Regions from separate parts of the Zea mays genome. Here regions 2 and 3 are each linked to region 1. The links are chromatin contacts, called in public Hi-C maps. All regions are on one chromosome and are shown on one strand. Each heading gives the region's core, a stretch centred on a gene start, on an enhancer-like site or on the middle of the called end of the contact. The rest is flanking DNA. Distances are from core to core; before and after follow the strand shown. Region 1 holds the start of LOC100285888 (cationic amino acid transporter). Region 2 holds the start of LOC100282469. Region 3 holds the start of LOC100275742.

Region 1 (2,700 bases), core at 34-2,533:
GAAGGCGACTTCAGATTCTTTAGTTCTTTGGGCTTGAAGCGTGCTGCTTAAGTTCTTTCGCCATATAATTATTGTGTTCTCTTGGAATTTTTCGTGCGAACGTTCTCGCGGCCGACCCAGTCAGGAGCATTTTGCATCTGTCCGGCGGCCGGTTGCTAGTTGCTGCATCAGAACATTGGCCCTAAAATCCACGAACCTTGAGATGCTGCTAATGCCCACTTGGGGTTTGTTTCCCTTGCGTCTGATCGAATGTGATTGGAGGGTATTGGCCACGACGATAGGGAGAGTATTTAGTGAAAACCGCTGCAGGAGATGAGAAAATAGAGGATAAAATGTTAACGATGTGACGCAAACAAGTGATATAGAATGAGAAATTTAGGAAAACCAATGCGGATTGTCTAATGCCCACTTTGGGCTTGTTCGCTTGCGGATTGGAGGGTATTAAATCCCTCCATAGTCAAAATTGAGTAAAAGTTAATTTAATCTCTATCGATATCTTTCGATTCAGACGCAACTAGAAGCAGCTCAGACTTTCGACACGAGTTAATTGTGTGATGTCGACCACCAGATCCACTATGTATAGTATCGTGTGGGTTATTTGTTTGGGCCTCCTTTACGTGCGATATCAAACTGAAGCTGCCCTCCCTCCCCTTCACACTCGCTTTCCACCCAAGTTTTGCTTTGTGAGGGTACGGGGTTTCGGACGTTGTAATAATCTGATTGTTGTGAAGGCAAACACAGGCACGTGAATGAGAAAAAAGGTTAATGTTAATGCCACTGATCGCCATCCTGCAGATTGCACGATGGAGAGTCAACGGCAGGCAATAGACGCGTGCCCATATATATTTTTTATTATTCAGGAACGAATGATGCTCATCAGTCACCACGCACGTCAAAGGTTGGTGGCGGTGCGGCACAATCCCGAGTTGTGTGGGCACGCAACATCTTTGCAGACAATAGTTATTTGGTATCAAAAAAATGTATTCTCTATTTTTATTGTATAAAAACCTTGAGATGCAGTAACATTGGAATGTCTTCTGTAGTTTGGAACGAGGAGAACGCTATTTTATTTTATTTGAAATAAATATTTTTATAGATATTACTACTAGTGAATGGAATATTTAGATTTTGTGGCGAGAGGAAAAAAAATGTGTGTCAAAGGGTTTCAGACCACGAATCTGCATCTGCATCGGTTGTAGACCGGCACACCGACCGCGGGTCTTTGGAAAGACGAGAGCAGTTTCCGCGAATAAAATGCCTGCAAACGCAGCGTACCAGTGGCGCAGAAGTCGACCGGCATCACAGTTCACATCCGACAACTAATCAGTCCATCGCGTTCGCGTCCACGGTCAGTTGCCGGCGCCATCCCTGCCCCTGCTCACCCCTCCCCGCCTGGCGTCCACGATCGGCGACGGCATGTCTCGCGACGCCCATCTCGGAGTCGGAGTCGAGGGAGACGCAGCCGAGGAAAAGAACGCCGCCGCTGACGGCGGCGAAGGAGTCGGGTTCAGGTCAGGCGGCGGCGGCGGGCACAAGCTGTCCCTGGTGCCGCTCATCTTCCTCATCTTCTTCGAGGTGGCGGGGGGTCCCTACGGCGCGGAGCCGGCGGTGCAGGCCGCGGGCCCGCTGTACGCGCTGCTGGGCTTCCTCATCTTCCCCTTCATCTGGGCCATCCCGGAGGCGCTGGTCACCGCGGAGCTCTCCACGGCGATGCCGGGCAACGGCGGCTTCGTGCTGTGGGCCGACCGCGCCTTCGGCCCGTTCTCGGGCTCCCTCATGGGCACCTGGAAGTACGTGTCCAGCGCCATCAACGGCGCCGCGTTCCCGGCGCTGTGCGCCGACTACCTGGCCCGCGTCGCGCCCGCCGTGTCCGGGGGCGGGGCCCGCGTCGCCACCATCGTCGCCTTCAACGTGGCGCTCACGTTCGTCAACTACACGGGGCTCACCGTCGTGGGCTGGTCCGCGGTGGGGCTCGGCGTCGCCTCGCTCTCGCCGTTCCTGGTCATGTCCGGCGCCGCGCTGCCCAAGATCCGCCCGCGGCGGTGGCGCGTCGTCGCCGCCGAGAGGGACTGGAAGCTCTTCTTCAACACGCTCTTCTGGAACCTCAACTACTGGGACAGCGTCAGCACCATGGCCGGCGAGGTGGAGCGGCCCGGGAAGACGCTCCCCAAGGCGCTCGTGTCCGCCGTCTCCATGACGTCGCTCGGCTACCTGCTGCCGCTCATGGCGGCCACCGGCGCCATCGACGTCGCGCCTGAAAGCTGGGGGAACGGCTTCTTCGCAGATGCCGCAGGTGCGTGGTATCCAATCTGTTCCTGTTCTATTCTACCAGCAGAGCCGTCTCCTCCGATGCTGCCCATGCCATGTGGTCCGCAATCCTGATGGCGTCGTCTATAGAGATTTTATATGCGGTAAGATTGAATAGTCGGTAACCTGTTGCAGAAAGAGTCAAATCAAATCAGATCGAATGATAAACAACTACTAGTAGCAAGCGTCGCCCACCACGTAAAAATATGCCCCCAATATTTTTTTTTTATTTTTTTTTGGAGGGATACCTTGACTGGAAAGTGGAAACTGGCCTAAAGCCCTAAACTACTGTACATGCAACTACGCTCACCACGTACGCAGGCATGATCGGTGGGCGTTGGCTCAAGTACTGGATAGAGGTGGGCGCGGTGCTGTCCTCCATCGGCCTCTACT
Region 2 (2,700 bases), core at 125-2,624, 360 kb after region 1:
ACTAAGCACTTTATGAACTGTCCCTTTGTGTAGTTGAGGACAAGAGCATAAAGCGTAACAGTGAAGACACATGGCTAAAAGTAACCCAAAAAAAACCACCCTGCAAGGCTGTAACATAGTACCCACCAAACCACCACATCAATTTGCTTAATCTGCGAAGCATCATTGCCTGCGACTGCGACGCTTTTACTGAAGCCCGCAGGCATGAGATGACGAGATCATCTAAATCTGAGACCAAGTGCAAATTCTGCAGTAAATCCAAGCGACAGAACCAGGACCAGGAAATCTTACCGATACCGACACTCGAGCAGATCGTTTCGCGTGATTAGCCTTACTCGAAGCTAGTTTGGGTCGAGAACAGATGATGACGTGAAGGGGGAAACGACAGACCTTGCAGCAACCGGCGCAGCGAACCGGCGGCGTAGAACGGGTGGACGAGCAGCTTCTCCCCGCGCGGGCCGATGTAGAGCGCGCGGATCGGCACGAGGTTGGGGTGGCGCGCGGCGCCGAGCGCCCGCGCGGCCGCGCGGGCCTCGTCGGCGCCCGCGCGGCCGCGCGGGCCTCGTCGGCGCCCGCGGCGCAGGCCGGGCGCACGAACCGGAGCAGCGCGACGGCCTCGCCGGCGCTGAGCCCGGCGCGGTACAGCGTGCTGTGCGAGGACTTGGCCACCACCTCGTCGGCGCGGAGGAGAACATGGAGGGAGGAAGGCACCACGCCGCTCGGCGCGGAGGAGAACATGGAGGGCGGACCTGAGCGGGGTGCAGACCTGAGCGGGGTGCGCGGGGGTCACGGAGGCGGGGGCGGGGGCACGGTCTACAATTGGCTCTTAATAGTTGTAGAGAGGGCATGGGTTCGAACCCCACATCCTGCACCGTTTTTAGCATTTTACGCTGATTTAATTAAATGGATCGACGGGCTAACGGGCTGACCCGAAACATTTAGCAGACCGGCATGACGTGCCTGTGCGCTGATTTAATTAAATGGATCGACGGTCTAACGGGCTGGCCCGACACAGTTAGCGGGCCGGTATGACGTGCTTGTGCCATAGTTGTGGGCCGCGTGCATCTAGCCCGTGTCGGACGTCGTTTGACATCTATAAATGTGCAGCAGATTAATTTGAAATAGCTGTGAGGGGTTATTTGTAAAAAAAATGACGCATGACGACCGTTGAAACTGATGCTTTAAATATAGTATAGAAGCATAGATTTGTGAACTTTGAGATTATCTATTGGATTTGGTTTTTCTTTTTTGATAAACTGAAATAAACTGCGCTTGGAACTCAGCGTAAAACGGGGAAGGACGGACGGGCCCACATGACTGTTACTGTAACTTAATCCGGTTCATGGTCTGTGGTTTGTCCAACAAAGCCTGGGCCTGGCCGCCTGGACCTGAAAAAGTCGTTCGGGATTCAAACCCTTCGATCCCAAATCTGCCCTGCACGCCTCGCCGCCGGCCACACCCCCGGCGGTCGTCGCCCTACCCGCCCTTCTCCTTACCTCTAACCCCGCCGGAGCCCAACACCTCCCCACCATGCCGCGAAACTTCCGCAAGCGGGGCATCGAGCAGGACACTGACGACCGCTCCGACGACGAGGACACTCGCCGGTACCCCTCCCTCCAATCCTCTCCTCTCTCTTGCTCTGTTGGGCCTTCTTGCTGATACCTGCCTCGCTTCCTCCCCTTTCAGCATCGCCCTCGAGGAGATCAAGTACATGCAGAAGCTCCGGGAGAGGAAGCTGGGTATCCCCGCCGACCTCGCCGCCGCATCCACTAACGGGTCCTCCGCCCGTGGTCTATTGGGCACCGGGGCAGCGGTCGCCGGTGAGGCCGAGAAGGAGGACCTCGTCCTCCAGGACACCTTCGCTCAGGAGACCGCCGTCACTATCGAGGACCCCAACATGTACTGTGCTGCACTTGTATATGCATGTCGTTTCATCTAATACTGACACGAGTACGTGTTGGCTTAACCTGAAGGTTGAGGTACGTGGAGACCGAGCTGGCGAAGAAGAGGGGTAAGATGGTTGATGTGGGACACAAGGAAGAGATGGACCATGTGGACGAGCTCTATACCGTGCCAGACCACCTCAAGGTTTGCTCATGGCTCAACCGATTTCCTCAACCAGAGAATGCTCATTGTTCTGTGGTCTGCGATGATGGTATGATTATATTGTTCCTTGCAGGTAAAGAAGAAGAACTCAGAGGAGAGCTCGACACAATGGACAACTGGCATTGCTGAAGTTCAGCTGCCTATTGAGTGCGTTCTTCAATCATTATATGCTCTAATTTGGAGTAAAGCTTGCTATGACTTAGTTGAATGCTATTTTAGGGTTCAATTGGATTGGAATGGTATCTTAAAGGTGAAAACCGTGGAAGTTGTACCAAATATCATGATGATAAATGTACTAGTGTAATCAAGAAGCCAGAATTGATGTGCATACATAAAAATTTATGCCGTCTTTGAATTGGATACAGATCGTTTAAATGCCTCAACATTTTCTTTTCTCTGTTGCACTATTTGTTTTTGTTTGACAAAAGTCTGGTCCACACTTAACAGTGCTTAATAATTTGGCTTGAAATACTTACATATTGCAACTAATAAGTCCTTGAGAATATTGTGTGAAAAAGGAAGCTAGCTAATGATCTAGTTTATGCTTAATTGGACTTACATTGATTGGTATACACTATACACAGAACATGATCT
Region 3 (2,700 bases), core at 19-2,518, 390 kb before region 1:
TGGTCGAGCTAGAGCAGCGACCAGCGCCCCCCAACTACTTCACCCACCACCGCCGCCGCCCACCCACACACAAATGATTGGACGAAAGGGAAAACACACTTTATACCAGTCATTAATATTCACTAAATCCTAGCAGAGCATCCTACCATAAACACACAAAAAAGAGTACCACATGTCCACATGTACCTCCAGTTTGAACAGTCAAATCACCAACCAGAAAATCCATCCAGCAACCGTAAGAAAAAAGGTTTAGGGTGTGTTTAGTTTGACTTTTGGATGCGGCTTTTGCCCCCTAAAAGCCAATCAAAGGGCTAGATCCAGGAAGCATCTTTTTCTAAAAGCCGACTTTCTCGTAGTGCAAATCTGAAAGCACCCATTGACCTGCTTTTAGTGGTTTTTCGGATAGAACTGTGAAAACATATATCGAAGAATTTTTAACGACTTTTAGTGGTTTCCACCAAACGGTTTTTAGCTTTTTAACAGGTTACAGCCTACAACAACTTTTTTCACAGCTCACAGCCCACAGCAACTTTTTTCACAGCCACAGCGCAACCAAACAGACCCTTAATCTTCCACAACTTTTGCTTATGAACAACCTATCAATCGATTCAAATCCTCTTCACCAATCTGACAGAACAAAAGACAAGCAGGCTGAAAGCGATGTACAATCCCTCAAATTCCCTAATCATATCTGGTTTACCCAACTCAACAGAACATAATTGTGCAGCTTTAAGAATCGATCGGTCCACTCAAACAGGTTTAATCAAGCGTAACCAAATCCAGAGCGCTGATAAAACACCAATATCATAGGTTAACCTAGCTAGATCCAGTGATTTGCCAACAATTAAACTGCTGATGAAATCAATTTCATGTACTAAGTACAAGACCATACAGAAAATCCGGCGGCGTGCCCCCCCCCCCCCCCCCCCGAATTCCCGACCGGATCGCGGATGATATCGATGGGTAGGGTCGAGAGGAAGGAAGGAGTGAGCCGCGGGTGAAGGACTTACGAACTCGACGAAGGCCTGGTTGCGGTTGGCGCCGACGCCGCTCTTTGTGTTGATGATGCGGCCGAAGGGCTTGCAGAGCTCAACGAGCTCCTCTTCCGCGCACTCCCACGGAAGGTTCCGCAGGTGCAGCACCTTGGACGGCGTCTGCGTGTAGCGGAACTGCTGCCCCCCACCGCCGCCCGACGACATCTCGCCTGCTTCGCGGAGGGGAGGTGGAGGGGGCGGAGATGCAGAAGCTAGGGTTTCGTGCTGCGGCGGAGCCACGAAAGTGTATTGGAGGAGGTAGCGGTTCTGGGCCTTCTGGCGTTCGTTCTGGCTGGGTGTGCGATTCAGGGATTGAGATGCTTTTCGCTAGCAATCTCGAAAACAATAGTCTCACACAGCCCCACCCCCACCACCCCACACACGAGACTTTTGCCATTATCAAACGACACGGACGTGGCTTCGACGAAATAGAGGCTAACAAGAGGATTTTCGATTATATAAAAAACCAGAGGAAATACTTTACTTTAAAATAGACATGACGAATCCATTGCCAGGTAAGGACGACGATTATTACATTGATACTGACACCGTCACACATCTGTTACCCGCTATCGTTACAAGTTCACCACCGAACCCTAGCCGCCAAGGACCCTAGCTGTTCTTCAGTTTCCCTAGTACGCCACTACCTTTCCTTTAGCTCCCTTCCTCAACCGAACCCTAGCCGCCGCAACCTAACCCTAGCCGCCGCACCCATGGATCGAATTGCTCCTGTCGTCGCTGTGGCAGATGTTGTTGATGCTGCTCGTGTTGCGGCTGTTGCAGCTGCGGAGGCTAGATGTGCGGCGTTGGTGGCTGAGGAGGCACGAGCGACGGTGCAATCTGCCAATAATGTCGTCGATAAGGTTAAACTTGTCGTCCAAGCTGTGAAGTATTGAAGCCTTGTTGAAGATAACTCCAAGGTCACTGATTTTGTTTCTCTCTTCGTTTGCCGCATTTGGAATAGGGTTTAGGGCTGCTGTTCATTCGAATTAGGGTTAGTTCTTCACAAACATGGTAACTTAGTCGTCCACCTGATCACCAAATAGTTTTATTTGTACAGGAACATGTTGATTTGAAGTATTACGTTAGCATCAAGAACTCACTGTGATATGCCATTCAAGAGATGAGGAGGCAATCTTCACTGTTACATAACATGAATAGGATGTGTTGTAGTATCCCAGAAGTTGAAGGGGGTAAGGTTGGAAAGCTTGTTGCCCATTTGAAGGATGTTTGCAAGAACCTCGAGAAGACTTGTATTGTCTATGAAGAAGTGAAAGGGAATTAGGCTTACACCTTTTTCCTAATTGATTTTGGTGATTGAAATGCCCAACACAAATAATTGGACTAACTAGTTTGCTCTAGTCTATAAGTTCTACAGGTGCCAAAGGTTCACAATAAGCCAATAAAAAGACCAAGAAAGGGGTAAAACAAAGAGAGCAAAAGACATCCCAAAAGGCACCCTGGTCTGGCGCACCGGACTGTCCGGTGTGCCACCGGACTGTGTCTGGAGCACCAGGACACTCGACGCTGAACTCGCTACCTTCGAGAAAATCAGAGGGCGCTCCGCTATAATTCACTTGACTGTCCGGTGTGCCAGCGGAGCAACGGCTACTTCGCGCGCAATGGTCGACTGCAACCGCATTCAATGCGCTACAGTGCGCGCCAG

The links. A called contact is a pair of places that touch in the nucleus more often than the background predicts.
Region 2: a Hi-C map of ear shows a contact between it and region 1, with 1.7 times the contacts expected there. The contact joins the promoter of LOC100282469 here to the promoter of LOC100285888 in region 1. A contact is called at or near these places in 2 of 25 Hi-C or Micro-C datasets (ear and leaf).
Region 3: a contact with region 1 is called in a Hi-C map of bundle sheath, with 4 times the contacts expected there. The contact joins the promoter of LOC100275742 here to the promoter of LOC100285888 in region 1. A contact is called at or near these places in 3 of 25 Hi-C or Micro-C datasets (bundle sheath, ear and leaf).

The regions. Positions count from the first base shown.
Region 1 is chr1:65,114,829-65,117,528 of Zm-B73-REFERENCE-NAM-5.0, reverse strand. LOC100285888 (cationic amino acid transporter) reads left to right here and starts at 1,283. Exons shown (of 2, transcript NM_001158778.1): 1 at 1,283-2,293; 2 at 2,629-2,700. The coding sequence starts at 1,417.
Region 2 is chr1:64,759,402-64,762,101 of Zm-B73-REFERENCE-NAM-5.0, reverse strand. It overlaps LOC100282469, which reads left to right and starts at 1,374. Exons shown (of 6, transcript NM_001155378.2): 1 at 1,374-1,604; 2 at 1,687-1,899; 3 at 1,974-2,088; 4 at 2,180-2,253. The coding sequence starts at 1,531. It also overlaps the pseudogene LOC103644675.
Region 3 is chr1:65,500,720-65,503,419 of Zm-B73-REFERENCE-NAM-5.0, reverse strand. LOC100275742 reads right to left here and starts at 1,268. Exons shown (of 10, transcript NM_001349523.1): 1 at 1,011-1,268. The coding sequence starts at 1,199.